Linked DNA regions of Mus musculus: all the other regions are linked to region 1. A link is a contact called in public HiChIP or PLAC-seq and promoter capture Hi-C data. All regions are on one chromosome and are shown on one strand. Each heading gives the region's core, a stretch centred on a gene start, on an enhancer-like site or on the middle of the called end of the contact. The rest is flanking DNA. Distances are from core to core; before and after follow the strand shown. Region 1 holds the start of Eif4ebp1 (eukaryotic translation initiation factor 4E binding protein 1). Region 2 holds the start of Adam9 (a disintegrin and metallopeptidase domain 9 (meltrin gamma)). Region 3 holds the start of Htra4 (HtrA serine peptidase 4). Region 4 holds the start of Plekha2 (pleckstrin homology domain-containing, family A (phosphoinositide binding specific) member 2). Region 5 holds the start of Tacc1 (transforming, acidic coiled-coil containing protein 1).

What was found. Promoter capture Hi-C pulls out the DNA fragments that hold promoters and counts their contacts. HiChIP or PLAC-seq counts read pairs in DNA pulled down with a chosen protein or histone mark.
Region 2: a contact with region 1 is called in an H3K27ac HiChIP or PLAC-seq map of embryonic stem cells, with 5 read pairs. The contact joins the promoter of Adam9 here to the promoter of Eif4ebp1 in region 1. A contact is called at or near these places in 2 of 39 promoter capture datasets (liver and pre-B cells) and 1 of 115 datasets of contacts at active chromatin or transcription factors (embryonic stem cells).
Region 3: a contact with region 1 is called in an H3K27ac HiChIP or PLAC-seq map of bone marrow-derived dendritic cells, with 15 times the contacts expected there. The contact joins the promoter of Htra4 here to the promoter of Eif4ebp1 in region 1. A contact is called at or near these places in 1 of 39 promoter capture datasets (neutrophils) and 1 of 115 datasets of contacts at active chromatin or transcription factors (bone marrow-derived dendritic cells).
Region 4: a promoter capture Hi-C map of pre-B cells shows a contact between it and region 1, with 2.5 times the contacts expected there. The contact joins the promoter of Plekha2 here to the promoter of Eif4ebp1 in region 1.
Region 5: a promoter capture Hi-C map of neutrophils shows a contact between it and region 1, with 3 times the contacts expected there. The contact joins the promoter of Tacc1 here to the promoter of Eif4ebp1 in region 1.

Annotation. Positions count from the first base shown.
Region 1 is chr8:27,256,790-27,263,055 of GRCm38.p6, forward strand. It overlaps Eif4ebp1 (eukaryotic translation initiation factor 4E binding protein 1), which reads left to right and starts at 3,538. Exons shown (of 3, transcript NM_007918.3): 1 at 3,538-3,761. The coding sequence starts at 3,620.
Region 2 is chr8:25,014,383-25,020,648 of GRCm38.p6, forward strand. It overlaps Adam9 (a disintegrin and metallopeptidase domain 9 (meltrin gamma)), which reads right to left and starts at 2,540. Exons shown (of 22, transcript NM_001270996.1): 1 at 2,303-2,540. The coding sequence starts at 2,399. It overlaps Tm2d2 (TM2 domain containing 2), which reads left to right and starts at 2,829. Exons shown (of 4, transcript NM_027194.3): 1 at 2,829-3,210; 2 at 3,684-3,771; 3 at 6,057-6,172. The coding sequence starts at 2,987.
Region 3 is chr8:25,035,262-25,041,527 of GRCm38.p6, forward strand. Htra4 (HtrA serine peptidase 4) reads right to left here and starts at 3,701. Exons shown (of 9, transcript NM_001081187.3): 1 at 3,130-3,701; 2 at 2,678-2,777; 3 at 1,728-1,932. The coding sequence starts at 3,613. It overlaps Plekha2 (pleckstrin homology domain-containing, family A (phosphoinositide binding specific) member 2), which reads right to left. Exons shown (of 12, transcript NM_031257.3): 12 at 3,883-6,266.
Region 4 is chr8:25,098,866-25,105,131 of GRCm38.p6, forward strand. It overlaps Plekha2 (pleckstrin homology domain-containing, family A (phosphoinositide binding specific) member 2), which reads right to left and starts at 2,946. Exons shown (of 12, transcript NM_031257.3): 1 at 2,795-2,946. It overlaps 5830408C22Rik (RIKEN cDNA 5830408C22 gene), which reads left to right and starts at 3,314. Exons shown (of 2, transcript NR_155282.1): 1 at 3,314-3,346.
Region 5 is chr8:25,198,094-25,204,359 of GRCm38.p6, forward strand. Tacc1 (transforming, acidic coiled-coil containing protein 1) reads right to left here and starts at 3,449. Exons shown (of 13, transcript NM_177089.5): 1 at 3,029-3,449; 2 at 1,998-2,113. The coding sequence starts at 3,192.

The sequences.
Region 1 (6,266 bases), core at 2,288-4,787:
CCGAGTTCAAATCCCAGCAACCACATGGTGGCTCACAAACATCCGTAACGAAATCTGATGCCCTCTTCTGGAGTCTCTGAGGACAGCTACAGTGTACTTACATATAATAAATAAATAAATCTTTAAAACAAAACAAAACAACCAAAAAAAAAAAAAACAAACAAACAAACCCCAGAATACAGAAACTTCAGAGGGAAGGTGGTAGAGGGGACATGGGAGGACTTGGAGGGGAGTGGCCACCCTTGACTTGTAACTTTCTTCTTAGTGTTTTGAAACTTCCCTGAGGGTTGGAGAGATGACTCAGCAGTTAAAAGCACTGGCTGCCCCCTTCCAGAGGTCCTGAGTTCAATTCCCAGCAACCACATGGTGGCTCACAACCATCTGTAATGGGATCTGATGACCTCTTCTGGTGCGTCTGAAGACAGTGACAGTGTACTTACGTACATAAAACAAATAAAAAAGGAAGAAGGAAAGAAAGAAAGAAAGAAAGAAAGAGAGAGAGAGAGAAAGAAAGAAGGGGAGAGAGAGAGAGAGAGAGAGAGAAGAAAGAAAGGAAGGAAGGAAGGAAGGAAGGAAGGAAGGAAGGAAGGAAGGAAGGAAGGAAGGAAGAGAGAGAGAGAGAAAGGAAGAGAGAAAAGAATCTTCCCTGAACGTCCGGAGTCAGGTAAGTTTATTTTCTGAGTTTTTCCTGTCTCCCTTCTCCCTCAGGCAGGGAATGTTTTAATTAGGGGTAGAGTGTTACACAACACCAGAAAGGTAGGAAGATTCCTCTCAGACTTGGCCCTGTGAGTCTTCCAGTCTGGCGGATCACTGCAGACTTTGTAACATTCTTTATAATAAAGTGGGGAACGTAATTATCTTCCCTGAGTTCGAGGAACTGCTATGGCATATTCTTCAGGCCAGAGAAGCAGTGTTGTGGGCAGTCAACTGACAGCCGGCACTTCAAAACACACAGGACACAGTCTCCACTGGGAATTGGAATCTGAAGTCTTCTGAGAACACTGGCTCCAGACAGGCAGTGTCAGACCTGGTCTGGTAGAGCCCTTGCAGTAGGATAACTTTGCTCTTGTGAGAAATCTCCTCTTCCACATCTGACATGAGAAGTATGTGCGACCTTGTCTGTGAGGGGGGTCTCCCCCCACCCCCTCCTCTTTCAGACAGGGTCATATGTTCCAGGCTGCACTTAAATTGTGTTTTATAGCGCAGGATGACCTTAAACTTCTGATCTTCCTGCTTATATCTCCCAAGTACAGGGAGAACCAGTATTGGCCACCGTACCTAGCTTCTTACATCCATTAAATATTTTACACTCCTTTATTTTGTGTGTGTACATACGGTGCATGTAAAAACATGTTATGGAGCTCATGTAGAGGGAAGAGGTAATTTTATGGGAATCTGTTCCCGAGCTCTCATAGGGATGAAACTCAGGTTAGATTTGGCAATAAGTACCTTTATCTGCTTGGTCATCTCAATCCCCCATATCCTTTTATATTCCATTAGAAGACTTGATATGAATGAGTGCCTGCTCTGAGAGAGGCAGAAATCACCATAGGCAAAATGGGTCTGCAAGAGAAAGAATTGAGCAGGGAATTTGTAAGAAAACTCTAAAACGATCATTCTCAGGGCCATGTGGTTCGCAAAGCCCAGGAGGGAAGCTTATCTTCCCTGGAAAGCTACTCAATGGAGCTACCAAGGCAGGGAAACGGTGCTTACCCTCAGGCTCAGGTCCCTCCTAGCTGTGGCTGTAGGCTTGTGGGCAATCATCTTTAACTCCTCAACTTATCCAAGTGCCTTAGGGGTAATAGAACACTGTCTTAGTCAGTGTTCTATTGCTGTGACGAGATACCATGACCACTGCAACTCTTATAAAAGAGCACATTCAATTGAGGTTTCTTGCTGTTTCAGAGGTTTAGTCCATTGTCATCATGGCAGGGAGCATGGTGGCACACAGGCAGACATGGTGCTGGAGATGTAGATGAGAGTTTCTTATTTGGGTCTGTAGGCAGCTGTAAGAGAGAGCCACTGGGCTTGGCTTGGCCAATTTTTTTTTGTTTTTTTTTTGTTTTTGTTTTTGTTTTTTTGTTTTTGTTTTTTTGAGACAGGGTTTCTCTGTGTAGCTCTGGCAGTCCTGGAACTCACTTTGTAGACCAGGCTGGCCTCGAACTCAGAAATCTGCCTGCCTCTGCCTCCCGAGTGCTGATCCCCCAACCTTCCCTTCCCGAGTTCTAGGATTATAAGCTTACAAAGTGCCACCACGTTCAGTTTTTATGTTGATGCTTCGGATTTAACCGTGGACTTAGTGTATACGTGGTAAACTGTCTACCAAGTGAGCTGTGTTCCAAGCTTCCCCTTCCCCGTGTTTTTTTTTCTCTCTCTCTTTCACGGTTTAAGACAGCGTCTTAACATGTCTGGCCCAGGCTGTGCATCAAACTCGCCACAACCATGTCTGCCCTCAGCTTTTCTGTAATGCTCCTGTCTCAGTTTCTCTGAGCTAGCATGCCCAGCTTAAGTCTCTCTCTCTTCTTTCTGTGTCTGAGACAGGGTTTTGCTGGGTAGCACAGGCTAGAATCCTCCTGCTTCAGTCTCCTCATTGCTGGGACAAGTGTGGACCACTTGAATGCTGAACTTGGATGTTGGACTTTATAAACAGGCCCTTCCCTGAAATCGTAGTTCCAGGAAATCTGGGGCCTCTAGAACAACCAAACAAGGCAAAAAGCAAAACCCCTTTCAACATGCTTCTCCCAAAGGGAGGAAGGTGGCCCAGTGTGTTCTCTCAGGCCAGCCCGGACAACAGTGAGAACAGGGTTCTGGCCCTCCCTCGGCTGTCAACTTGGGATCCTCCTAGGGCTTCAGCCTCCTCACGGTCGGGATTATAGGCATTTCCTACCATATGGAGATTGATTGACACAGACACTGTAACCGATTGGACATGCATTTTCCCTTCCCTCCCTAGTGACTACCAGACAAAGTGCTGGAGTGGAACCCAGTCCAAGTACTATGCGGATCTTTGACCGGTTAACTCTAATCCTCCCAGCCCACAGTACGCAGAGCTTCGATCCTGCCCATTCCTCATCAGATTTATATTCGGTTCCTAGCTGGCTGGCTAGGTCCCTCTTACTCTTCCACTACTCCTTCCAAGTCCAGGAATGTGCGCTGTGCAGCCGCTGCTCTGACTCCTAAAAACTGTAAAACTGTAAAAGCTGTAGAAACGTTAAGAATGGCGAAGGATCAGCCCACCCTTTCTTCTCTGAGGATCGGCCTGGGATCGAGAGGTCACATCCTAATATAGAAAGCAGGCGGTCTGGTGCGCTGAGACGCTGCCACCAAATCGGAGAGTTCTGCCACCGTCATCCCTACCTAGATCTTCCCAGAGTCTCGGGGAGGAACCAGGGAACCCAAGGGGCCCACACTGGGGTTCCTGCACTGGAGAGGACAGAAGCTGCCTAGGTCAGCAGCTGGGGAACCACTTGCAGGCAGCGGGCTGGGGCTGGGTGGGGCCGGGCGGACCGCAAGTCTCAGGGGGCGTGGAGCCCAGGCGGAAGGGGCGGGCCGGGCACGAGAAGGGCTGGGCCGAGGTGCCGCGGGGTTGCTGGAGGGTCGTGGGCGGCGTGCAGGAGACATGTCGGCGGGCAGCAGCTGCAGCCAGACTCCCAGCCGGGCCATCCCCACTCGCCGCGTAGCCCTCGGCGATGGCGTGCAGCTCCCGCCCGGGGACTACAGCACCACTCCGGGCGGCACGCTCTTCAGCACCACCCCGGGAGGTAGGCGCTGGCCGGGGTCACGGGCGACCTCGGGGGGCTGGAGGATACGTCGGGATCCGGAGTCTCACGTGCGACGGGGAGGGCGGCATTCGAGGGGTTCGGTAGCTGGCCAGAACGGACGAGGGGCGTCGGGAAAGCAGAAGGGTCACCGTCTCGGTTGCTCGCCTTCTGGGTGTGGTGGAGCGTGGTCTGGAACCCGGCTGCAAACTGCCTGCATTATTAGCCTTTTCCTGGGAGATACGGCAGAGTGCCCTGAGCATACAGATAGGCACTCTGCCAGGACCACCATGTGCTTAAGGGCGACCTCTGTGGGTGTCAGGGCAGTTTGGGGTGGGACAAGATCAGGGAAAGAGGCTGGCCTGGAGATTAAGTTTAGTTGATCTCCCTTGGAATAAGTGACGCCTGCACACTTTTTTTTTTTTTAACCTTTCCGGAGGCAGCCCTCTTTGCTTTGGACACTCGCTCATTAATGGAGGCTGGACGCTGAGGGTGCTTCTCTGCCACCTGTGGCTTGTGTTAAGAGAGAGATTCCTGCAGGGGCGGCGTCTGGTGTAGTGCAGAACAACACGTTCCTCGGGCCTGGGGGGCAGGGCACAGCGTTGAACTGGCCCAAGTGGCGGAGGATGAGGAAGAGGAAGCTGAGTTGGCGCGGGTGGGGGCCGGCCTCCGGGAACCAGGCATTCCCAGCTTGCCCTGGAGCCCCAGTATAGACGCTGATGAAACCTACCCGCCTGTTTGCATGATGAAATCCTCGTGGCTCACTACTTCCCTCCCAATCCTCGCGCCGCTCCCACCCACTTTTGCGCTTCTCCCCTCCCCGGTCTCCTCCCCCAACTACTCCTCTTACAACTCAAAAACAAGAGGAATCCTGGCGCGGTGATGAACCTTGGGCTACTGCTGGCGCAGCCGGGCCACATGCCTATTTTCTCGGGCAGCTGTCCCTGCACCAGGGAGCACAGCCAGATCCCAGAACCAAGGCACCGATGAAGGGATCTTGGAGCTCAGTCAGTGTCCACTGGGTTCTGTGATCTTCAGGACACAGCACCAAGGCCTCGCTGCTTGAGCACGTGTCTGTTGTGCATCGTCATGCTGAGTTCCTACACTCAGCAAGAAGTAGCAAGCAGGGCAGGGGGAGAAAGCCGGCTCCCTCTTATTAGAAACGGCCCAAAGGAAAAGTTTTCTGCAGGCTTCTGGCCTCCCGTTACTGGAGTTCTTCAACCCCGCTGGCCACTTTTTAGTTCACGCTGTTGCCCCTTTGTCTTTTCGCAGAACTTTGTGTTGAGCACAAAGTTTCACAGAGAGTTGAGTCCTTTTAGGCGAGGTGTGAATCAGGGTGTATTTTTTATTTTTATTTTTTATAGGCACCGATACAGACCTAAAGGCTCTGGGAAACGTTTATTTTCTCTCTTGCCCGTCCCTTTCTGGATGAACAGGTTAGCTGGGTAGCAATAGCCAGTACTGTTTGTAATGCACTCTGATCCACTTCTCACTGTGGTCTGCGAAGTGTCCGTTGGCAGACCAGGTAGTTCCCGTTGTCTTTGAAGAGGAAGGGGTTTCCTTAGAGTGTAGCATTTGCTTCTTAACTGAAAGAAAGCAGTGTCAGGTCCCCAAAGCCAGCTGGCCCTTGTCAGATTTTTGTTGCTGTTGTTGTTGTTTGTGTGTCACACAGTCCATAGCTCGAGGAAAGACTTGCTTGTTTCTGCCAAAGCCAGTTAATTTAAGGAGTGGGATCTTTTCCCAAAGGCCATTCATTCCAGGTCGCCTCTGCTAAAGGGCAGAAGCTTGACCCATTTGCTCCAGAATGTTTCTCATCACTTAGCACCCCAACGAGATACGGAATCCGAGTGCAGAGGTCTACAGGGTGAGTTACGGGAGAGCCAGGGCTACACAGAGATCCTCCTGCCTCACCTTACTGAGTGTTGGTAATTCCGGGGTTAACAGCTGTTGAATACCCTTTGGGCTATTTCTCTTTGCTCTCATCTATTCTCTGCAAATCCATCTAACTTTTGAATTTTCTTACTTGTATCAGGGGCCAGCTGGGAGTTCAAGGTCAAGTGAATCACCCTGAGGTCTACTCTGTCCTCTGGATCTATGGGCGTATAAAGCCCATGAGCTTGAATCAGGACTGAGTCATCTGCCTAACCATTATATGCTTGATTGGCTCACATTCCATTTTGAGTACTCAGGAGTTACAAGGGAAAGGGATAAACAACACACAAACAAAGCCCATACACGCACACACACACACACACACACACACACACATATACACATATATGTATACACACACACACACACATATATACACATATATGTATACACACACACACACATATATACACATATATGTATACACACACACACACACACACACACATATATACACATATATGTATACACACACACACACACACACACACACACACACACACACGGCTTTTTTCCTTGCCTTTCCAGATCTTTAGGAGTCTGGCAAAGTAGATCTCATATCCAGGCATAAAGTCA
Region 2 (6,266 bases), core at 1,290-3,789, 2.2 Mb before region 1:
AGAGAAACCCTGTCTCGAAAAACCAAAAGAAAAAAAAAAAAAAAGAAAGAGAACACGAGAAGAGAATGAGCTAAGTGAAAAAGTACCATGATAAACACACATGACACTGTCCTAAGAAAACCCATGATCTTATATACTGATTTTAAAATTAATTTTAAAAATCTGCAGCCATATGAAGATGAGACCTAAGTTCCTACGATTATATCTACTTCATTTTCCAATTATTCACCATGAGTGAGTTTTCAAATTCATCTTCTTTAGAACACCAGTGTTTCTAAATCATTTTTCGTCTACATATTGTATTTGCTATCTTATGCAAGAAAAAAACAAATCAAGAGGTTTCAAATATCTGATTTCCTTATATTTGTTGATCCCGGAGGTTTGTTGTTGTTGTTGCTGTTTTTAATCATTTGAATCCACTACTCAGAAATTATTCTGTACTTATTCTGGACACAATACTATAAACAACAGTTTAAAATCCTCCTCACACCAGCTTAGCTCCCAACATGGCTAATGGGAGGATGTCCCAGTTCATGCTTTAAACATCCTGTATTCCAAAAACTCAGCTGATTTTGGAAGATCATTCACTTCAGGAAATTTGAGTTGACTCACAGCCCCACCGCCAACACCTCAAAACCTGGCTCCGCCTCGCTCTCTCCACTCTCCTAGAGTCCAACCCCCATAGTGTATTAACCTATTAACCAACACTCTGATGGTCACACTCCTTAGAAATCTTCATGCCCCAAACCAACCTACAGGGTGACTGTGACTCCCTAGCTTAGCACAGGTCTCATCCGTGGTGCCAGTCCACCTGGCTTTCCCTCCCAGGATCTCTTTCCACAAGCTACCTAACCACACATTAACACTCTCACCCTTTTCCAACAAGTTGTTTTCTTTTATAACCACTTACTCTTGGAGGGGGTAAAAATAAAGCTCCTTATGTTTATAATGGATCCCTCCACTCTTTTTAAGTTGAAATTCTCTCACCCTTTTAGCTCAGTTCAAAAATCACACTTTCAAAAAAGGAAAAAAAAAAACCACACACACACACACACACACACACAACACCAAAAAACAAAAAACAAAAACAAACAAACAAAAAAAAAAAAACCCTTCAGCATCTCTCCTATATCTTAGTCCACATGGTCACCCTTTAGATCCTCCAAAAGCATCAGGAATGGGTTTCCTTCCTGATGAAGGCTGGATAGATTTCCAAAGCGAATACTCATGCCTATGTGAGCAGCTGGCCCATTGCAGCAGCAACTGAAGAACACAAGGATATTCCATTCATTTTTATGCCCATGTGTAACAACAAACATATACATGTACTAAAAATATAATCTGGTTTTTGCTGGCAAACACAAGAAGTTAGAGATTATTAAAATTTCAGTTCCTTTCATAGCGATATTGTTAACTAGAACAGCACGTTTCATCAGACACGTCCTGGAAGCATCCCATTGAAAATTTGTCAGTATTTATAAACTCCAGGAGGACGCTAACTTAATTAAAAAGGAGAAAGCCAAAGACAAGAAGCTGTAATTAGTTTCGTGAAGGTCAGCGGTCCTGAACTCAAATCTACACTCATCACCTTTGAAGGCAACAATTTTGTAAAGCCTTCTATTGTCCATAGTGTTCCCGGAGCTCAAAGAGATAACTAAGCCATGCAAACACTAATTTAATACAAAGGATGAAATAAATAACTTATTTCCAGGAAAAAAAGAACCTAGTGTGTTCCCATTCAGTTTCATCATCCACAATATAAATATCTTACATATTTACGGGAAGTTTCACAATTCAGATGTGCTGGCGAACAGTAATTTAATTCTTTCCGATAATCCCCTGGGTTAAACAGAGCAGAGATTCTTTGTCCAGATTTAGATAGATTGAACTACAGGCTCTAGAAACGTAGCGTTTCGTTGATTTTATTATTTTAAGTATCCTTACTAACAAAAAAAAAAAAAAAAAAAAAAAAAAAAACGGCCCAAGGAAAACCCGCCCTCTTCTCCATCGGGATCCCTGTGGACCTACTGCTGAGTCGTCCAAGACGGCGAACGTCAAACCCCAAATCCTGATAGACTGAAGCAAAAGTTCCATCTCCCAGCCCAGAGCTGGTGACAGCCACTCCACCCGCAAAGCACTCGCTGCAGCCCGGGAGTAGCGAGCGCACCGCCACAGTGCAGCCGGCCGCCGGCCACCGGGCTCCGGGTCAGCGCTGACAGGGGAGCCGGAGCCCAGGGTCCGCCTCGCAGCCCTCACCACCCAGCACTCACTCCCCACAGCACGGTTCCCGTCCGGCACCCACCTGGTCGCCCGGCCTCGAGGACTGGGCCCAGCAAGCCACACGCCAGCAGCCACCTTAGTCGCAGAGAGGCAAGGGGCGAGAGCGCGCGCGGCCCCATAGCGAGGGCTTCGGCAGGTTCCGCTCAACGCGCGGCCGCCGCCTCCGCCCCTTCGGTCATCCTTGCAACCCCGCGGGGGCCCCCGGGCTGGCGGGGCGCTCGCCCTCGGCGAGCACGCGCGCGGCACTGACGCAGCAACCCCCCCCCCCCCAAAAACCCCGCCCCTTTCCCGATCCCGCGGCCAGAGGCTGACGTAGGGAAAATACAGTCTGGCCAACCCACCGGCGGCCGCCGCCGCCGCCGCTCCAGTTCGCGCCCGGCTGTTCCGCCCCTCCGCCCGCTCAGCGGAGACTAGAGAAGGTAGGAGGGGCTGGAGGGCGGGGCTAAGGGAAGCTCCACCCTCCCTCCGCTCCGTGCAGCAGTGAAGGGTCTACTGGAGGGCGGAGCGAAGCCAGGCCACACCTTTCCCCTGGCCGTTTCTGATTGGCCGTAGTGGCAGGCGGAGCGTCGAGCTGCGCACGGGTTGGCTGTGGAACGGAGGGTTGCGTACCCGACGTAGAGAGAGGCCTGACAGCGCCGGGCTCCGGTGGGCCGTGGCGGCCTGGCTTTGTTTTTAGGCCAGGTCTCTAGGACCGGCCCCCGGGAAGATGGTGCTGGGCGGCTGCCCTGTGAGTTACCTATTGCTGTGCGGCCAGGCGGCCCTGCTATTGGGGAACCTGCTGCTGCTGCACTGTGTTTCTCGGAGCCACTCGTTTAATGCTACGGCCGAACTGGATCTCACACCCTCGGGCGCCGCTCACCTCGAGGGTCCCGCGGCCTCAAGCTGGGAATACAGCGACCCCAACTCGCCAGTCATCCTTTGCTCTTACCTGTAAGCTGCCGGGACGTGGCGGGCGGACCTAGAGGGGGATCGGGCCAGGGATAGCTGTTGGTTGTGGGAGCGGAAGGCTGCTTCCACCTCGGGGAGGTGATTCCGGGACTGGTGCCTCTCAATTGCCCTGCCACAGAAAGCAATTAAACTGTGTGTTAGTGGTAGATACTGGGAAGGAGTAATGTAGGCTACAGAACCCTTCCACTTCCTGCACCCTTTCTGCTGCCTTGGTTACAGGATGAGTTCAAGGCCAACCAGCCAGCCTGGGTAACTTGTCTCAAATTTAAAAAAAAAAGAAAGAAAGAAAATTCAAGGGCTGGAAATGTAGCTCAAAGGTAGATAGCACCTCTAGCGTATCCAGTTCCCAGTACAGAAGGAGGAACAGATATTAAAAGAGGAACGAAAATAGCATTGCGTGCGGACACAGAAGCAATCGGCAAAAGGCACTGATGAAAAATCTTACTGATTTGCAGACCCGACGAGTTCGTAGACTGTGATGCCCCAGTGGATCACGTTGGAAATGCAACTGCCTCCCAGGAGCTTGGTTATGGTTGTCTCAAGGTGAGGATTTTGTTCTTTGTACAGGCACCTTCGTGGGAAGCATGGCCGGGTGCTGTTAAAGAATTACAGAAGGGCATACAGACAGACTTGATTTTTTTTTTTTTTTTTTACAACTTCATCCGTATAACTGTCGCTGGAAACATGACAAAGGTTTTAACGGCTGAAGAGCACATTTGCTTTCCTCAGGAACCAACCATGCCTGTGCCCAAGCCACCCAAGTGCAAAGACCAACCTGTATTGCTTCCTTTGACTGTTGAAACTAACAAATTAAAGCCAAGACATCGACTGTACTTTCAAAGCAAGGCTTTTCTTAACAGAGCAGCAGCAACAACAGCAAAGCCATGCACTTTGTAAAGCTGGTGCTGAACTGGCCTTTCTTGGTTACACACGCACTTGGAGCAAGTTCCTCATGCAGGTGACAGCCGGCCTGCACCATATCCGTTGGAAGTAGCTAGAGTCTGTCAGTTATGATTTTATTTGAGGATAAAACATTCCAGAGAAGCCAGTAGTATAGCCTTAAAGTGAGTGCATCTAACTTGGTCTCTCAAAACCCAATGAAGTTTGGTTTGGTTTGGTTTGGTTTGGTTTGGTTTGAGTTTTGTTGTGCTGGTAGGTTGGTTGTTTGTCTGTCTGTCTGTGAAAAGGTCTCACTACAGCCCAAGCTAGCCTTAAAACCAGGTTCCTCTTGCTTGAGCCTTCTAGCGCTAAGATACAGGTCTGCATCACTGTGCCTAGCACTAAGATACAGGTCTGCATCACTGTGCCTAGCACTAAGATACAGGTCTGCATCACTGTGCCTAGCACTAAGATACAGGTCTGCATCACTGTGCCTAGCACTAAGATACAGGTCTGCATCACTGGGCCTAGCACTAAGATACAGGTCTGCATCACTGTGCCTAGCACTAAGATACAGGTCTGCATCACTGTGCCTAGCACTAAGATACAGGTCTGCATCACTGTGCCTAGCACTAAGATACAGGTCTGCATCACTGTGCCTAGCGCTAAGATACAGGTCTGCATCACTGTGCCTAGCGCTAAGATACAGGTCTGCATCACTGTGCCTAGCGCTAAGATACAGGTCTGCATCACTGTGCCTAGCACTAAGATACAGGTCTGCATCACTGTGCCTAGCACTAAGATACAGGTCTGCATCACTGTGCCTAGCACTAAGATACAGGTCTGCATCACTGTGCCTAGCACTAAGATACAGGTCTGCATCACTGTGCCTAGCACTAAGATACAGGTCTGCATCACTGTGCCTAGCACTAAGATACAGGTCTGTATCACTGTGCCTAGCACTAAGATACAGGTCTGCATCACTGTGCCTAGCACTAAGATACAGGTCTGCATCACTGGGCCCAGCTCATACTTAAGGAATTTATGTTACCACCTTAGCACTGTAGACTCGACACTATATTATAATGCAGGGTTGAGTTGTGAGAAAACATTTTTGCCACCTCAGACACAAACGAATAGGCTTTGTAACACCACAACCAAGAGGACAGCTCTTAAAGTAAAGAGATATTTTAAATACACTGAAATTTTGCCCTCTAGGTAATTGGTAAAAGTCTGACTGGCATTCCATAACGGTAACTTAGTTGTGACTATTTTAATTAAAAGCTGAATGTATCGACACAAGATTCAAACTCTGCCTCAGCCAGGGTCCTCAAGGACTGGTAACACTCAGAGGCTGTGAGAAATGAACACTCCTGTTCTCCAGTCTCACGCTGCTGAGACAAGGGAAACAGTGGGAAAGCAATGATAAGGTACGAGGGAGACTGAGTGGCTCTGCTTTCTCTGTTGGAAATGAATTAAGTAAAGGGTAGAACTCTGATTCTAAACATTTTTACTGGAGCTAACCTTATACTGGGGTAGACTACGCAAACCTATCACCATGTGTGGCTTAAGTCCTCAACCTGATGATAGTCTGAATTATTTTCTGATCTTATTCTTTTACTGTAAATATGCAACAGAGGTTCTAATACTCGCTGACATGTCAATTTCCATTCCAAAACTGCTACATTATATGCCTGTTAATCCAGGATACTCAAGCCATTGTATACGTCTCTGCAGCTTGTTTCTGTTTTACTATATACTGAAGAAGCCTGTCGAAAAGAAAGGTTTACTTAAAGCAACATTCACTTAGGATGGACTACTAAGTCACTTGAAGCATCTCTGAATTGCATGCTTTTGACAACTTTACCCACTCTTGCTAGAATTAATACAGAACTGAAGCAGCTTCCATTGGTGAACATGAATGTATGTTTCTGTTACTTTCTCCACAGTTTGGGGGTCAGGCGTACAGTGATGTGCAACACACTGCAGTCCAGTGCAGAGCCCTGGAGGGAATTGAGTGTGCCAGCCCCAGGACCTTCCTACGAGAAAATAAGCCTTGTATAAAGTAAGCGTTCCTTTGTTCTTGAACTGTGTGTGTGGTGTATGCTGGGATTTAAACCCAATCCACATAGTAAGCAAAGGTTCTGATAATGAACTAC
Region 3 (6,266 bases), core at 2,451-4,950, 2.2 Mb before region 1:
GTCACAAGTTCTCAACGTGTACAAGATCTCCCCATCCCTACCAGGGCAGGAGTTCTGTGACAAGGTGGCTACTGTAGACCTCAGTTCAGAGTAGGCCTTTTGGGCAGAGTAAGCCACAAGACCTTGAAGCCAGATAGGAACCAGAGTGGAAAGCAACTTGGAGAGGATCTCCCCTGAGCCTTTAGCTGCCACCCAGGTGCCTCAAAGGTTGAGAAAGTGAAGTAGAAACCAAGCCCTCCAAGAGTTCCAGGACATAGAAGTCCTGCAGAAAGACCTGGGACATCCCGCCAAGCTGCTAAAGCAGGCAAGAATAAGGCTGGGGTGCGCCCAGGCTGATGGCAGGGGCGCCTGGGCATTCTCTTTGGAAAAGTGTTCAGTCGCTTGGCAGCTCTGCAACTCAGTCTCAGAGTTGTGTGAGCTGTGGCCCCACTGTCCTGGTACAGGCCCACAAGGGAAAGTACATGAATATCAAGAACGGAGTGAGAGGGAGGCTGGGGAGTTTGTCCCTGCAGTTCAAGAAGCCCACCCTGCAACACGTCAGCCCCATTGCAGAGCAGCCGTGGTCAGAGGAGGATGTGGTCCAGCCGGACCCTGTAACCCATGCCAGAAGGGCAAACAATCAAACATTGTTTCCAAAGGCTGTAGGGTCTCTTTCCTCGGGGACTAGGAGGAGCTGTGTCCTCTCCTCTAAACTAGTGGTTCTTAACCCTCCTAATGCTGCAACAACCCCTTAATAGAGTTCCTCACGTTGTGGTGACCCACAACCATAAAGTTATTTTCATTACTACTTCATAGCTGTAATTTTGCTAGTTATGAATCATAATGTAAATATCTGATTGATATGCAGGATATCCGATATGGAACCCTTTTGGGGTTGTTTGTTTGGCCAAAAGGGGTCGTGACCTACAGTTCGAGAACCACTGCTGTATACCGAGTCCTGTTGGTAACCCAAGCTAGAGGAGCTGACTTTACAATGCTGTACGCCACCTCTTTTCATGAGGATAAGCTTTTCCTTCCATCCCTGTCCTCACTCTGGGCTCTCCTATACATGGCCAGGGATGGGGGCCAGAGGAAAGTGGGAGAAGCTATGGGAAGAGAACCCGGAGTCTGTACCACCGCAGCTTCGGGAACTAAGTTCTTCATTTACTGACGGGAGCTTGGAATCACAACAGGTAGGGGCAGAAGTGCGGAGGGAGGTGTTAGAGGGGGTGTGAGGGTCAGTGATACTCTAGATTTTAACTTCCACATCACTCATCACTGTGGTCTCGAAGAAGAAGGAGAAGGAGGGGAGGAGGAAAAGAAGGAGAAGGAGAAGAAGGATGAGGAGGAGGAGAAGGAGGAGGAGGAGGAGAAGAAGAAGAACAACAACAACAACAACGAGAGGAGGGGGAGAAGGAGAACAAGAACAACAAGAACAAGAAAAGAGGCGAAAGAAGAACAGAGGAAGAACAAGAAGAAGACAAGAAGAGAGGAAGGGGAAGGAGGAGGAGAAGAAGAAGAGGAAGAAGAGGAAGAGGGAGGAGAAGAGGAGGAAGAGGGAGAGAAAAAGAAGAGGGGGGAGGAGCAGCAGCAGTAGCCTCTGCTGGCTGGGATACTGGGGGTAGGGTGCGGGCATATACTCTACATACAAAGAAAAGGCACAGTGAGAATTACAAAAGAATTCCAGCATGAACTGTGAAATCCTCACATGTGAAGGCTCTGACTCAGCAGCTCTCTCAGGTACTCACATCTGGCTCGATCTTAATCAGTGCAAGGTCCAGTTTATGGTCGATGTCTTTGACGGTGGCTTCATACCGGGCCCCGCTCTGGAGCTCTACCTGGATCTTCTGCTGGTTGGTGAGGACGTGGGCATTGGTGACAATGAGCCCATCCTCAGACACTATGAACCCAGAGCCGCTGGAGGAAGGGATTTCCTGGTTGGTGAGAGGTGATCTGTTCCGGAACAAGTCAGTAGCGTGAGCAGAAGGGAGGGAAATCAGGGAATCCAGCCTTTGTGTGTGAGTCGCAGGAAGCCTCACGTTTATCAGCTACGTTTCCAGTTTTCTCATGCATTTACTCTTGCCTTACCCACTTCCATGTGCTTTGTGAGCTGCCTGAAGCTCGTCCTGGCCATCTTTTCTGAACACAACTGAGATCTGGGTCCAGGATGGTGTCTCCTCCTTTAGATCAGTGTGGGAACCTGTGTGTCTGTCATCTGCAGCGAACAGGCCAAACCTGGTGCTAACCCTGTGCTCACACTACTGCCACAGCCTCAGAATCTAGCTCTTAGTTCCCACTACCAACTGGCGTTGTGACTCAGAACAAACTAAGTTTGCTCTCCATTTGGGTTTCCTTGCATGCAAGCGAGTGCTAAGGCTAAACAAGCCCACCAAATGCTCACTACTAGCTCCTACAGTCAGCCTTTAGTTTTGCTGTGGGATACCGGGGAGAAAGAAACACCAGTCACCAATACGCACTGCTGTAGCTTCAATTTAGAAGCCAGAATCCTTGCGCTTGGCTCTTTGCTCTTTAGCGAAATAACTCTTAGCAAGTCAGGTCTCCTGCAGGCTTTGCGGAATTCTACTGCCCACCTACACCCCAGCCAACTCTTTGAATCTGTGTTTCCTCACAGCGGTTTTAATGGTCAGAAATCTGGCAACCAGCAGGTGAGGTAGTTGATCCTAGATGGGACCTTTACCTGCGGAACAGCTGCAAGTGGACCACAGACGGCGCCACCTTCTCCACCACTGCGGCGATGAAGTTGTACTTTCTCCGGAGCCGCCCTGCTCTTGTGGTCCCTGTGAATAAACGGTCCACGGTGAGTGCGTCCCTGGATGCAGGTGTCGCATCTCAAAATTCCCCAGCATCTCCCCGTCCCTCTTTCTCTGAAGGTTCTCCAGACCAGGAGATGAAAGGACCCTCCCTGTCCTACCAGAGGGAAGAAAAGGAGAAAGGGAAGCCCAGTGGCAGCCAGTAAAGAGACCAAAATTAACCAGGCAAGAACACCAGGAACAACCACAACAGGTTGAATCCCTAGAGATGGCGAAGGAAGGCCCACTGAATTCGCGAGCGAGCGAAGTTAGAGCACTCACTTCATCTCCCTCTGAAAAGTAAGAGAAGTGTCAGGAGATTCGCCCGCGCCCCGCTCACCTGCTTCCTCGCAGGCACCCTTCTGCACTGGCACAGCCGGGAGCGCGCCCCGCTGGCGAGCGGCTCGGTTCTCCTTGCGGAGCGCACATAGGCTGGGGTAGGTGCGCCCATCGCTGCCGCACACTACCGCATCCTCAGCACCCTCCGCGCAGCCGCAGGTGCCCAGCCACGCGCCCCCCGAGGGATCCCGGGAGAACGGGGCGCCGCAGCGCAGCCTTGGGGCGCACGGCCGGCCCCGCGCCCCGCCACACTCCTGGCCCTCGGCCGCGGCGCACACTCGGCAGCAGCCGCAGCGATCGGGAACCGGCGCCAAGCCGGCCGAGCAGGTAGGCAGAGTCGGGCAGCGCGTGGGATCGCAGGCATCGGGACAGGGCAGCGAGACTCTGGACCTCCTGGCCTCGGCCCACGGAACAGGCACGGCTGGTAGCAGCAACCACAGCAGGAGAAACTGTGTTCGCACAGCCCACAACCGCTGGAAGCTCATCTTGCTCCCTGACCTCGTCGATTCGACTGTTTTTCCTGGCCTGGATGCTGCCTCAGCCAGCCTTCGGACTTTATAAAGGTCAGAGTCTGGCTCACTTCTACACACACACACCCATATATCACCCACCACCCATGCCATCCCAGGACAAGGGCCACCCACCCCAAAGCCATGAAGGGAGGGGTCCACTCAAAAACCAGTCTTGGGGCAAGGGAGAAACGTGACCACCCACCCACGGCCACGAGATCTGACCAGGAAAACACACAACCAGATTTCCTATTTCACATGTTTTTATTACAAAACAAGCAACCAACCAGTTTTTAGAAAATGACGTTTTGCTACATACCAATTAGGAGCTCACACAACGTAAGAAGCTGGAGTTTCCATGCACTAAGCTCAGTGCTTGCAGGAGGTGTTTCACGGCTCAAACACTGGCTCAAACGGGGCATGCCACACCTTCATAAACAGAGGGCCCAGCAGTCACACTGTGTGTTTTTGCCAAATATTCACTTGATTCAACGCCTACCTGGTATAAGTGACTATAATTGACTCAGGCAGGCAATAACACAGAGAGAGAACGAGGGACTGAGGAAAACAGATTTTGGGGGGTGGGGGTGGGGGAGGAGGTTAAACAGGCGACATGGGAAGCCTAATTTCAAAAACACTGCCGTCTGCTACCAGATAGCTGTTTATTTGGTTGACACTGAAAACAAGTATCAAGTCTACCGCTCAATTACCAGTCCACTGCTTACTCAGAGGGTCATATAAGTCCTGTGTAGAAAGGGGAAAACCAAACCAAACCAGTTTGCTTCCAGTAAACTAGGACGATGGACCTTAAATCTTCCCGGAGGGGCAGCCTTCTACTTGGAAGTAGAGCTGTCACTCCGCCACTTTGACCAGAGGTGCCACTTTAGTTTGCGGTCTCCCATATCCTCGGTGTGGTTCGGAGAATGAAAAACACACGCTTCTTTTTTTTTTTTTTCCCCTGATTATCACCTGACCCGAGTAAGCAAGTCCACCAAAGCATTGAAGAGTAATGGATAGGACATACTTCAGCTACAGAGAACAATACCTTCGAAGCTTTATAGAAGGACCCAACCCCAGAGACTGCTTTTATTCCACACAGGAAATGCAGTATCTTTTATAATCCAGAAATCCCTTCGGATTTATCCACAATCTATGCTTAACCACAAACCCACACGCCATCACACCTTGAAAACTAAAGGTTTATGCACCATCTTTGGCTCACATTAAAATACTGTCCTAGGCTGGATATGGTGGCATAGACTTGTAATCCAAGCACTCAGGAGGCTGAGGCAGGAGGATTATCAGTTCAAAGCCAGCCTGGACTCCGTAGCAAGACTCTAGCAAAAAACAAATTTAAAGGGTGTGTGTATGTGTGTAAATACAGACAGAAGGGGAATTCTGAAACAAGAATTGAGACTTTAAATGTTTTGAGGCTTCACAAAGATAATTATATTTTCTGGGCACCGCTATTAACAATGTTCTAACTTGCAAGTCTCATGTATGGGCTGGTTAGGATCACTGAAACTGTACTTTTCCTTTGTTTGCATAATATACACCGCATTGTGTTTAACATGATCTCAGAGTGTGTACCGAAACCTCTCAACTTTCTGTAAGGACCCGTTGATGCAGCACTAATAACCAAGCCAACAGTTTCTAAGAGAGGGACAGACAGATTTTGCAATTTAAACGCCAAAAGATGACCTCATTTCCTTGAGCCAGGGCATGTTCGAGGCCCTTCAGGAGTTCCTGATTTATTTTTCATTCGTTCCTCATCTTCACATTGAGCAATTCTGTTGAGCAGCCAAAGAATTTTCTAGGGGAAGATTTTAAGCTGAAACCAGAGACAAAGGGCACTGACTTTTGAAGTAGGTTGTAACCTTATTCGCTCCTAAATAAATAATCCCCGAACCCTGAAAAACCAAAACACACAAAAGTTTTTTTTTTTTTTTTTTTTTTAGGGGATGGGAGACACACAAGATCATGAACAGAAAGAGAAAGAAGCCCACTGATTTTTGTTTGGTTTTCTTTTCATCAGGATCACAAGGCCAGACAAAGTCGGGGGACAGCTCCCACACACGGAGCCCAGAAGTCTTCAGTGTGGCACCAGATTCAGGGTCACAGTCACATTTGAAAGAGCATGCTTCCTCTCACCCGGAGAGCTTTATGCCTGTTTTTGCTTTTGCATTAACTATGGACACAGAGTGCTAACTAGCTTAAATAAAAAATGCCTCCTAGTCTCTTAGAGCTACAAATTTCTAATTAAAAACAGGGTTAATTTACCTAGCAGATAAAAGTTACACAGATAGGAATGAGCCATGACCTCTCTCCCTGTAGGAAATGGCCATAATTTTCTGGTAGCACAGTTCATTGAAGGCTGATAGAAATGACCCCAAAGGCACTGGAAATAGTATCTTGCCCAGTGGAAAAGCCATACCCTAAATTTTGGGTGGAAATCTAATCTTCTAAACTCTTCTAGAACCTAGGAAATTCCTAGCCAACAATTCATCCTCTGATTCAATTTCTTTATTCCCAGTTTCTATTCCATGAAAAATGTAAGTACTGGGGGGAAAAATCACATTTAAGTCTCTTCACTAGTGAGTGTATAGGCTCTTATCAGACGCTAGAGTTC
Region 4 (6,266 bases), core at 1,696-4,195, 2.2 Mb before region 1:
CTAAGCAACAGGCTCACTGCAGGCAGGGTGGGGGTGGGAGGGGTAGAGGTGGGGGGTTGGGGGGATCTTCCTCCGGGACTGCACATGAGAAGGAAGGCACCCATAGTTACGTGTTTCCCCTCTCTCGCCTGCCCTCCTGCAAAGTGTACACTATGGCCTACGTGTGTCTGTCTGTTCAAACCCTGTCTCTAGATTTAGGGAAGGAAGAAAGGCTGGGTGTGGCGAGGCTTAGATAAGCAGGTGGCAAGGATCAATATTTGTAGTTTCAAACTTTTGCAGAGAGAGAGAGAGAGAGAGAGAGAGAGAGAGAGAGAGAGAGAGAGAGAGAGATCCATGACCACCAAAAAAGAATCAGCCGACCTCCATCACCCATCCCCATAGCACAGGAAGCTTTAAAGGGTTTAGAGTGAAGAGAACCTGGGTTCAAACATGGACAAACCGCTGGGCTCTCCTGAACTTGTTTCCTCATTTGCAACAGAGACAATCACTCTGACGACTTAAATAAATAATGTGTTGGAAATTCTTAACTGCTAACCAGTAAACCCCGGGCCAAGGAATGGGGAGGCAAAGGGGCTGTTTAAACCTGTGTGTTCGATGGGAAAGCATGTGTTTTGAGATTCTGGGAGCCAAGATTTGGATCAAAGGTCTTCCAGATACAATCCCCCAAAGGATGGTGCCCATCTTCCCAGTCTAGCCAATCCTTTCTCTTGGTTACTGGCTTCTGCTGGGCAGGGCAGGGGTTTTTCTCTCCCCACAGCCTGTCACACTGCAATAATGTTTGTTCTGCTTCCTTCCTTTCCAAAGCCTAGCAGATTAGATTGCTGAGTCCTATCCCGCTTAAACCAAGACAGACAAGAAAGTGAAAGTAAGACTGCCCAAACTGTTCATGGAGGAGAGATCTCACAAGGGGAGCGCTGTGCCCAGCCCAAACTCCTAGCAACCAAGGCCCCCTGGAGGGGACAGAATAAAGAAAGCCTCCTTGCTTTCTGAGACCCAAAAAGCGTCAGCAGTCTACATCCAGTTCAATCTGAGCCATCTAGCCGGCCACAGGGACATCGCCCAGATGTGCACCTGTATCGACTCGAGGAAGTATCAGCGGGATGCACACATGGCCGTGTTCCTGCTCCTTGGTCGTCTAGTGTTGTAGCACACACCTGGGAGCAAGTGCAGGACTGCTGCTCTCCTGGGGTTTGGTGGGCCAGCTAACACTTGTCTCCCTCCCTCACCCCCTCTGGGGCTGGAGGGTAGGGGGGGTCAGGTGAGGGGGGGCTTTGCAAGGCAAGCTCTCTATCTGGAGATACATTCTGCTGTCCCTTTCCCACATCTGCAGAGTTGCTTCAGCAGCAGCCAACAACCAAACCCTGTGTGTGTCCAGGATGGATTGTGTCCCTCAATAAAAACCCCAATCCCAAGAGATCTGAGCTCTCTTCACGTCACTGGGATGACATGAGGGAGGTTGCAGGCCCTACTTCCTTTCACACAAGGGAGAAGCAGCAAGCACTAATGTAAGGGAAGAGAAGGGTGTGCCATCTCTCCACCAAAGGACAGGCAGTTCCCAAATTGATCCCGGGTAGAAATTCGCCAGTTAAGAGGTAGGTAAGACTCCCATGTAAGCCAGCTAAAACTCCACTAAGGGTACCAGTAATCTGTAAAAAGACATCTGCAGATACAGCCAAAGGACTCATCAGTCTAAAGACAATAGCTAGAGAAACGTTGCCTGACACAACCTGAGGCCCCACCTTTCTTCTGTTTCTTCTCAGTGATAGCTTTCATTCATTTGCTCAACAAACTCTACTCTTCTTAGAACCCTGCCTCAGGCAGCACCCAGGGAAAGCTAAACTCTGCCAAGGCCACTGATTATGCTTCAGAAATCCTCCTCTGGCTTCTCCAAACACCAGGGACTCCAGTTTGATGCTCTGCACAGCCAGGGTCCTTCACTAGTCTGACAACTCCCTAAAGACCCGGTGAGCTGCTGGCCCACTGCTAACTCAGTACGTTCTTATTACCAAGTTATTATCATTATTATTAACAAGTCACTAGATGCAACCAAGTTGAAGATAAAACTTCTACCCTTCCTGTGTCTTCTGCTTAGCTGTTGCTGGAAGCGTTATACTCCTCCTGGAGGGGGGTGGGGGGGTGGAGGAGTGGGAGGCAACAAAGAAAGAGTGGGGGATGGGGGACAGCTAATCAAAGACATTAAGAACACTAGCACAATTTTGGAACTTCAGCCTCTACTGCAAACCAAAATGCTCCCAGGAGCCGCAACTGGTTCGTTCTCCCCTGCTCCTCCTCTAGTGTTTATGCGCCTCTGAAAAACTCTTAATTGAGTCCAATCAGGGACAGAAGGAGTACAAACGGAAGATGTTCACGAAGGAAGGAAGCCTTAAAGGTGAAAGACTCGGGGCAGGGCTGCCCAGGGCAGAAGGTGTACAAGGGTGCCCTGGTCATGCCCTGATACTTTTTTTCCCTTCCCACACGACCTGGCCCCATCTCTCCTTTCTTCTTTTCTTTTCCTTTTAAATTTTAAGTCTCCATGGCTGAGCAGAACAGGGAAGCGCGGACGTTAAAGGGGACAGCCTTTTGAGGCTTCCCCTCGAAAGGGTTACCTAACCTGGAACCGACCTACGTTTTCCACCAAGTCACCTCCATTGCCAGGAATCCCAGAAGCCCATGGCGGGAGCAGACGAAAGGAGGAGTCTCCCCAGGGTAGCATTCTAGGCCCGCGCCAAGTTAAAAAGGAGTGAGAAGGAGAAGGAAGAGGCTCCAACACCCAACTCGTGCCTGAGGGACTTGCCTGGGACGTTCTCTGCGCTCCTCCCCTACCCGCTGCCCGGGCAGTCCTTGAGGGGCTACCACCCCTGTGCTTGAACCTCGGAGAAGTTTCGCCGCTGCAAACGTGAGAATCTGCAGCTCCACAGGACACCGCCCCCACACGCCCCACCCCACAGCCCGACCCCTGGCGGTGGCGACCTTGGTCACCCAGGAGGCGCCAGTGCACTGGAGGAGGGGCTGCATTTGGGGCTTTCCTGGGAGCTAGGGGAGGTGGCCCATTGGGCCACCTCCGGTCGCCGTCCACCACCCGGACTGGCGCCACCAAGCAAACCCAGCCGCCCTGCTCCCCTCTCTGCCCTCCGCGCCCGGACCCTTGCGCCTCTCTGCCCGACTCACCGCGCTCTGCGCAGCAAGGGTCGCATCGGGTCCCAGAGCTCTGCGCCTCGGGGCTTCGCTTCCCGCCTGTCCTGCGGCACACTTCTCCCTTATCCTCAGCTGTCCTCCAAGGCCGTCTCTCGACTCTTTTTTTCCGGGTTAATTTCGTTTCACATTAAAGCAAAACCCAGCCCCGGATGTGAGTACAATGCTCCTCGGGCCTCCAGGGGGGAGGAGAGGGGTGCGGAGACCTCGAGGGGACAGCAGCGGGGGATGGCGGGGGGGAGGAGGTTGGTGGGATGTAACCCGGCTGCAGCAGGTGTCCGCGATGGGGTGCTCGACCGTCACGTCCCGAGCCTACTTCTGCGCACTGTGCAGCCGGCCCAAACCGCGGCTGCCCGGAGGGCGAGGGGGCGTTGGGAGTTTAGGGGTGGAGAGAGGAACGCATCGCCCCCTGCGGTCTAAAGTGCACCCCCCGGAGCTAAGAGGGTCGCCAACGCCCTGACCCAGCTTGCCTGGCCCTTCTTGGAGCACGGAGAGAAGTGGGAAAGAGAAGCTGGATTCGATAGGTTCAGCCTAGGGTGACCAGACAGAACTCCAGCGCCCTCGCCCTTCAGTCACACAGCAACCCGTAGGTATCAATCCGGTGCTGGGGCCGATGAGGAAACCGAGACTCCAAGACATTAGGTAACTTGTTCTGGGTCCCCAGTCAGTAGAGGGCAGGTCTGTCCGGTCTAACGCAGGCCTCCCTCGTGGAGACATTGACATTTAAATATAAGTAACGCCAGGCAGACAAAGTGGACTCAATTTTACGGTAAAATTGTCAGCCCAGGGACCGAGCACCGAGAGATGCGGCTTTGGGGGCTGGGGGCGGGGAGGAGGATGCTGATGTCAGCCGTGTGGGTCCAAGGTACTCGGAGTGTGTAGTGAAAAAGTCGCCCCCGGAAGCTCTGCAGGACTAGGCCTGGCTTCGCGGGTGGGAAGTACGGTGCGAGGCAAAGGCAGCCTGGCAGCCTGGGGGCTGAGGGCTGCAGCCAGGTGAGCCGGCAGGAAGGCGGGACGCCCGGCAGCACACGCCCCGAAAGCTCCCCTGATGAAACCGCAGGCGCTTCCTCTTCTATTTTGATAGCCAAAGCGAAAATGAGCCGCCCAGTTCGCTCAGGTGTGAAAAAAAGACGTTTGCTTTAGAACATTATGCTCTGAATGAGGAAGGAAAAGAAAACGAGGTGGGGAGAGGGGAGCCATTTCCCTTGAAATAAACATCAACGTCAATTTTGTACGTTTGAGGAGGTCCCTTGCCCTGCATTGGGGCTTCAAGTAGCATTTCTCCTAACCGGCTCCCATTCCTTAGGCAGCTGGTGACCCGTGACCCCGCTCAGTGCCTCAGTTTCTATATCTGGGTCAAGCGAGTCAATTCTTGCGGGGTTTCCTTCCTACACAAAGGTGCTATGTACTTTTTTTTTTTTTTTTTTTTAACGAGATGGTCATTTTTACCGTAAAATGGAGGCTGCTCTAAACCATCAGCTCAGGTTAAATTTGCTGAATGAGTGCTGCCCAAAACTCCCGCTGGGGTGATCGCTAAGCAGCAGTGCCGTGGTGCTTCGGATTTCACGGTATGGTTCCTATTAAAACCCATAAAACGGCTCCTGTGAGGCCTGCCTGACTCACCCAGTCACAGACCCACAAATATTTTCTGAGCACTACTGTATTGGCTGCCTGGCAGGCAGAGAAGCCAAAGGCCTCAGTTTCCAACAAAGACAAGGTAGGAACCTGTGTGTACCCTTCTGGGCCGCAGAGAAATCCGCCTTCAATATCCTGAAGAGCCAGAAGAGCCTCTGTGACAGGTAGTGAATCTCACCGACTGGTAGCTTTGAGTGAGCCTCAGCACAGTTGAGGTCAGCTTTACTCCCTGGGGGAGAGCAAGACCCGGAGCTGAGGAAGGCTCATACTTCACCGAGAGCCTCCTTACTGCTGCCTCCGGGAGTAGACGATAATTTCTGCACGGAAACCCCTTCTAGCATCCTGGTTTCCCCGGCTTCTCAGATAACCCCTTCACGTCCTCTAACAAACACCTCAGAGCAGGGCTTCAACTCAACTTGTCTGTCTATCTGTCTGTCTCAAAAAATACATATACCAGACATGACACCATTTTAACCAATTTAATGTGCACCCGTGGTAACATCCAACGTACTGTTCATCTGTGGCCACTGTATAGTTCCAGACAATTTCCATCCTCTCTCTTTTCTTTCAGCCTTAAGTAATCACTAATTTGCTCTCCACCCAGTCTACATATTTGGGACATTTCACACAATGGAAATCAAAGGACAGCGGCATTTGTATCTAGCTTCTCCAGCCTTTAGCATCTCTTGATAAATTCATTTTGAAATATTTTCCTTATCTTGACTTTATTCATCTGCTTTGTCCCACTGCACTAAACCAACGATATGAGTCTCACCTGTAGAGATAAGGACGCCAAAGACTGTTTCGGGCACCTCCCCGGATCAGAGCAACATAAGTTCCAAAATCTGATGAAGATTTTGCGGCTAGTTAGTGGTCTCAATTCGCTCCAGAATATAGGGCTTAACTACTCCTAGATTCTTCCAGTAGAGAATCGTCCCCTGAAGACTGGAGATATCTAGTCAGAACCTAAGCATCTAAGGAGCCCTCTGTCTAACGCAGCTGTTTTGTTCTGCACTTTCTATTTTCGAAGCTAATGGCTGGTGACCTAGAGAGGCCAATGACATGGAGTGGTAAGCCAGTGTTCCCTCCAGGGAACCGTGTTAGTCTCTGCCCTCAGAGGTTCCTGTTATCAAGCTATTGAGCTGCAGCTGGGGCCACTTGATGAGGCCAAAGTCAATTCGCTCGGTCCACTTCACAACAGTGAGTTTTGCCCAGAGATAAACTGCTTTGGGGCCAAGTAGTATACCTCCAGGAGTCTCCAGGAGTCGGTGGCCATTTTTCTAGGCCATTTTACTTGGTTTTGTTTGGTTGGGTTTTTTTTTTTGGGGGGGGGGGGGCTGGATTTCAAGACAGGGTTTCTCTGTATAGCCCTGGCTGTCCTGGAACTCACTTTGTAGACCAGGCTGACCTCGAACTCAGAAATCCTCCTGCTTCTGCCT
Region 5 (6,266 bases), core at 2,199-4,698, 2.1 Mb before region 1:
TGAGTCGCCAGAAGGGACGCGTCTTTGCCCACACTTCAGACTTCCCCAGAACTAGGAGTGAGAATGGACTCCCTGTTCTGAGCCCCTCGGTTATGGTGTTGTGTTCAGACATCCTACAGCTGCTCTCTCGCTCTCTCGGAAAATCAGATCATCATTGGGTAGCATGTGGCCCTTCCTCTCCCCTTGCTGACTTCGGCTCCTATTACCTCCAGCAGCAGCCTGGTCATTCCATTTGGGCACACTGGCCTCTGCCGCCGACCCCCCCCCCCTCCCCTCACACTCCCACCTCCCAACCCCTGCCCCTCCAGAACAGGTGAGACTCCACAGCCCAGGGCCTCACCACACATAGGATGCTTCTTTGCAAACACTGTTCCCTTTGCTGAAAGGAATTCTCTTCCCATTAATACACACAAGGTTTGTTTCCCTCACTTCTCAACCCTTTTAGGAATCTCTTCAAGTAAGCTCCGCCCCCCTTAACTAACTTCCAGCATTTACTAGCCAGGCCCACAGGCCACTGCCCCACCCCCACCCCATGGTTCACCACAGTACTTAACAGAACCCAACAGACATTTTCCTTTTAACCCTTAAAAGGTTCACTCCTGTGGTAGTTTGTATGTGTCTGGCCCAGGAAATGGCACGATTAGGAGGTGTGGCCTTGTTGGAGTGGGTGTGGCCTTGTTGGAGGAGGTGTGGCCTTGTTGGAGGAAGTGTGTCACTGTGGGGGAGGACTTTGAGACCCTCCTACTAGCTATGTGGGAGCCAGTTTTATTCTAGCAGCCTTCAGATGAAGATGCAGAACTCTCAGCTCCTCCTGCACCATGCCTGCCTAGATGCTGCCATGTTCCCACCTTGACAATAATGGACTGAACTTCTGAACCAGTAAGCCAGCCCGGGTTAAATGTTGTCCTTTATAAGAGTTGCCTTGGGGCTGGAGAGATGGCTCAGTGGTTAAGAGCACTGACTGCTCTTCCGAAGGTCCCGAGTTCAAATCCCAGCAACCACATGGTAGCTCACAACCATCCGTAATGAGATCTCTTCTGGTGCATCTGAAGACAGTTACAGTGTACTTAGATATTATAATAAATAAATCTTTAAAGAAAAAAAAGAAATAAGAGTTGCCTTGGTCATGGTGTCTCTTCCCAGCAAGGGGAAACCCTGACTAAGACAACTTCCCTCCAAAATGTTCCCGGTGAGAAAGGAGCTTCACTGCCTCTATTCATTTACCAAAGGAACAAATTCCTTCCTACCAGGACAAGTGAAATGTTATTCAAAGCTAGGTGACAATAAACTGAGCATGGTGGTTCAGGCCTGTTATTCTTTGAGGAGGCAGGATCAGTTCAAGGCCAGCCTGGGCTATCTGAGAGCCTGTCTTTTTTTTTTTTTTTTTTTTTTTTTTTTTAAGTGTGACAAAAAAAGATTTCCATTAATTTAGTGGGCCAGAGGCATTGAGAATTAAAGGGCGGGTACTAGGTTCGGATGGGGGTGGGGTGGGGGTAGAAAGGACAGTATGTGAACCGGATTTTCTTGGTTAGACTGAAGGGTTCCCCGCTGGTCCATTGTGGGAGAGAAAAGCAAGCAATTTTGAAACTGCCTAACACTGCTAACTCAAAAATCAACTCTTACCTATAATTTGGTGTCTAGCCACACCCTTGTAGAAAACAACTAGTCTCTGAAATCTTTGAGGCCAAATCTAAAACATAACCAGACCAGCCATTGCTACGTTTTTTTACTTATTCGGGGTTTAGAAGGAAGTCTAACAGGAGTGGCTGGGGGAAAAAAAATGACCTCATACAGTCTCTAGTCAGAGAATAAAGCAAGCTTTGGATCATCAGATGATCAAAACGTTTATGTTACAAAAACAAATCCAAATCAGCAAGGAGCCAGTTCATCCTGTCTGAAGTGGTCCTCAGGGCACGCACACATCCTTTTTAAATTTTTCTTTTTCTTTTTCTTTTTTAAGTTAAAACCAAAAAGGTAGAAAACTCAAGTTTTGTTACCTTGGGGTTTGGCCTCGGGTTCTGCCAATCCCGGTGATGAATCACAAGACTCCTTGAGAGGCGATCTGATTGGAGTTTCAGCTTCAGGAGTCTCAAAATTACCTTCAGAATCCGAGCTGCCGAGGGGGAAAAACGAGGCATTACCACAGTCAACGGTATTTCCAACTGCCTTTAAAACGTACTCAGCCACCAAAGTGCAAGTACAGCGCCTCTAACTTTACAACCAACCAATCCTCAACCCAGCCTGAGAACGGCTGCAGCATTTTCAGCGATGCCCAGCATCCTAGCTCCCCGAAATCTCTTTCGTCCTCTGAAGCTTCTCACCAGGACCTTTTTTTTTTTTTTTTTTTTTTTTTTTTTTTTTTTTTTGTCATCGCTGCCTTTCACACGCACAGACACACACACAAAAAGACTTCCCAATCAACCCTTTCCAGGGGCGTAAAAATTAATATCGCCCCACCCCCCAAACTAAGCCAATTCTAGCTATACTGTTCTTCTCCGTAGGCCTCTACCTGTCTGGAAGTCACTGGAAGCTGAAAATGCCGTCACCTGCCTTCCACAATCACACGTGTGACAGCTCAGCAGAGACCACCATTTCTCACCAGCTGCCAGGGACCTGTCATCACGCGATCCTCTTTTACCAAGGCTGCATTTTAGGACACTGCGGGGCCAAGAAGGGCGGTGGAGCGACTTCTTGCCCACAAGGGGAAAACGCTACAAATCGCACCTGGCCTTATCAACTGCCACTACCCGGTGCCGCTGCGTCGGAGCCGGGGTGTCGACGCTTCGAGAAAGCGACCCAGGCAAACCGGGATGCGCAGACTGCGGATTCGGGGCTGGGTTCAGAAAGCTTACAGCGAAGACAGAGGACGAAAAGCACACGGGCAGACAGAACATCCCGAACTTTCGGGTACACAGCGGGGACCCGGCTGCGGGCAGCAGAGCCGGGAACACGGTTGCGCGCACACAGCATTGACCGCGGTGGGAGGATGGCGCCCGCCTGCATCTCGGCTGGGATGCGGTGTACTTGCCTGAAACTCAGGGATTTGGTCTCGGCTTGCGAGTCCTCTTCCTCCTCGGGGTCGCCCTCGGGACCTCCGGCTTCGTCCTCTCCGGCGCCCGAACCGCGCACCGCGGACCACGTCCACTTGGCCCACTGCACGGGCGACAGGATCTGCCAGGGACTGAACGCCATGAGCGCGGCTGCCGCCCCTGCGGTGGGGGAACGGCGGCCTCTTCCTTCAAAATGGAGGGGCCTTGACAGGCGCCGGCAACGTCGCCGGCGACCCGCGGATGTGGCTCAACGAGCGCCGTCGGGCCGGGCGCAGCGCTTCCTCCCACGGCCCCGCAGCGCCGCTCGCCCCCGCTCCTCCGGGCCGCCGCGCCGAAGCTCGCCCCCGCGCGTGCCCGCTCGCCCGCCCGCTTCTTCCCCCGCCAGCCCTGCTCCGCGTCGCTGGGCTCTGGGGTCCGCTCCCGCCTGGAGCAGCCTCGGCCGCCGCGGAGCCGCGCCCCTGGAGCCGCCCCCTCGGACCGAACTACTGGCGCGGCGCGCGGGGGCGGCCGCTTGGAAGCGCGCTCCCCCCGCCGCGCTGGTCGCGCCCGGCCTTGGGCAGGGGCTGCTCGACCGCGCTCGCCCTCCCCGCGGGATCCGCGCCTGCCGCGCGCCGCGCGCCGCCGCCGTCCATTTCCGAGCGTGTGCGCGCCGCGGCGCTGTTCCTCTTCCCCTTTTATCTGTGTTTCCTGCCGCTAGGACTTAATGGCGTGGCTGAAGCTGCGCTGTACAGAAGTTAAGCCCCTTATTTAAAAACAAAACAACTCAGAACCTCTGTAGAGTGTTGTACCCGATCCTTGACACTGGTCAGCGCCATCCTTGTTACGCCCAGGATTTGGAAGGCTCCCAGGTTACAGAAGAATTGAAGTTGTCTTGCCCTCACCAAGCCACACTCATGAGGGCTCCGGAGTGCCCTGACCTGGGATAGATGCAAAATTGCCCCCTGATAAGACGGCCTGAGCCGTTTCCTGTTGTTCTTTCTTTTCATAACTTTAGGCTTTTTTCAGATAATTCCTGGGTCCTTGGTTTCTGATGTCCTTTGCTTCTTCAGTACAGAGCCATCAAGATCTGGTGACAGTCTTCAGAATAAGGCTTTTACCTCTGAAGGTGAAGAGAAGAATTTTCCCCCCTTTATCTTTGAAGGATTCCACTAAGAGACTGCCCCAGGTCCTCTCTCCCAGTGAATTCATTTCCTCCAAAGCCAAGTTTGAGACCATTAGCTCATCAGTGTGTTTTCCATAATACTGACATTTCTCAGTCTCAGAGAATCTGTGAGGTGGCTACAATTCCCACAGAGAGTGTGCCTCCAAAATTCAGAACAAAGTCAGGCGAAGATTTTCAGGATGCTCATGAGCTTACCCTGAAAGAAGCTGGCACCACGTCGTGTACTGCAGATGAATCACAAATGTCTTATACACTTCATAACAAAGACAAGCAAACATGTAAGATAAGGCTTGGCAGGTATCCTACCATAATAAAAAAAAAAAAAAGGCAGGAGTATACTTTAGAGCCCATTACTGCTTCTTGCCTGAGATAAACACGACTGTCAAAAGTGTTGAAAGACTTTTTTTTTAAAAATGTGAGCGGAAGTCATTTTGTTTTAGGTCTACAAGAACTATGCCAAGACTATCCAACTGTCGTTGTCTTGGGTTTATGATCAAGCAAATCTTCAGATTAGAAACCCCTGTAGCTTGAAAATAGTACCCATGTAAGTCCTTACCTGGGCTTGATCATTCCTCCTCCTCGAGACTGCTACCCTCTTTTTCCCTCCTCCCGATCCTCGTGTGCCTTGCATAGCTCCTGCACTCCAGAACTTCTCGGAATTACAGTTTGTCCCTCAGGGCTTTCTCTGCCTGGTTAATCCTGCTTCCCAAACCATCAGCAGCAGAGACCCAGATATAACCTTGATATGCCCAAGAACACCTAAGAGATGGTACAAACACAAGTCCACACTGGGGATGTACCCCAGAAGGGGCAGCATCTCCAGCAGGGCTCCCGGCCCTGAACTCCATTCCTAGCCCCGAAGCAAGAGGAAGAGGAGAAAAGGGACAGGGGTGTCTAGACAGTCTAATGACAGCCTCGGGGCATTGTCAAAGGGCAGACTTGGCAAACAATACTTAACGTAAGTCGACCATGGCTCTTAATTCCAGAACTCACTCTCTCTTTGCCTGCAGGGTTTTCTGCGTTCCTGAAATACACCTCTTCTCCCATCTGAACTCCAAGTTTCCCCGAAAGACCTCTGGCCTTGGCTGGTCAAACTTCTCTCGTCACTCAACTCAGTGACTACTGCGGGGAAACCAACTGGTCTATCTACACTTTCTACCCCCTTTATACATGAATATTCATACAGACCATTCTGTCTCACTTAGTTCTAAAACTAAGTGAAAAGGTGCATTGTTAGTAATGACACCAGAACAACAGACATAAGCCAAGACTGTCTCCTGATACAAGGTCACCCTACACTTAGCAGAACATGGGCAACATGTCTACTTTTGGACCATAAAATTCCAAAGGCCAGAGACCATGTCACGTTTATATATATATATATATATTTGCTTCTGCAGAGACCTGGGACAAGAGAACACACTCAATAGACATTCAGTAAATTATAAAAATGAACATACCAGTCTCCATTTGTCTTTCCAAGTTTGGCTAAGCTTCTGAGGCAGCCCTGTCTTGAAGGAGCAAAAGGCAGAACCAGCTCCAGGGATGGCCTGAGTGATAAAGCCTGACTCCCGGCAGCAACAGCTTGAGACAAGAGAAACAGATGCCCAAGTGTCTAAACCACCTATCTTGTACAAGTCTGGGCTTAGAGTAAACAGCAACAAAGTATCTCATTCCAAGGCCTTCTGTGTGTGTTACAGGAGTCCAGTAAGTCTCATGAGTCCATTTCCCTTTGATTCTAGAGACGGCAGACCATGACATTGCTGCTATCCTTGGCTTCCCTGAACAGAATGCATATACCTAGCTAAGTAGTCAACCGAATCCTAGTTGTTTTGGAAATGATCTTAAGCTGAGAAACCAGCCTTTTTTTCTTTTCCACTGCTTGTTGCCCTTCCCAGAGGTTACAGATTAATATAACATGAAAATCTAAAATATAACTCCCTGTAGATGTAGCCCTGTGTGTATAACAGGTACTCAAACATGAGTGGGGCTCTTCGTTCAATTCCCACTAACATAACTAAAAATCTCTTACTGAAGCATTTCCACAAATGGTG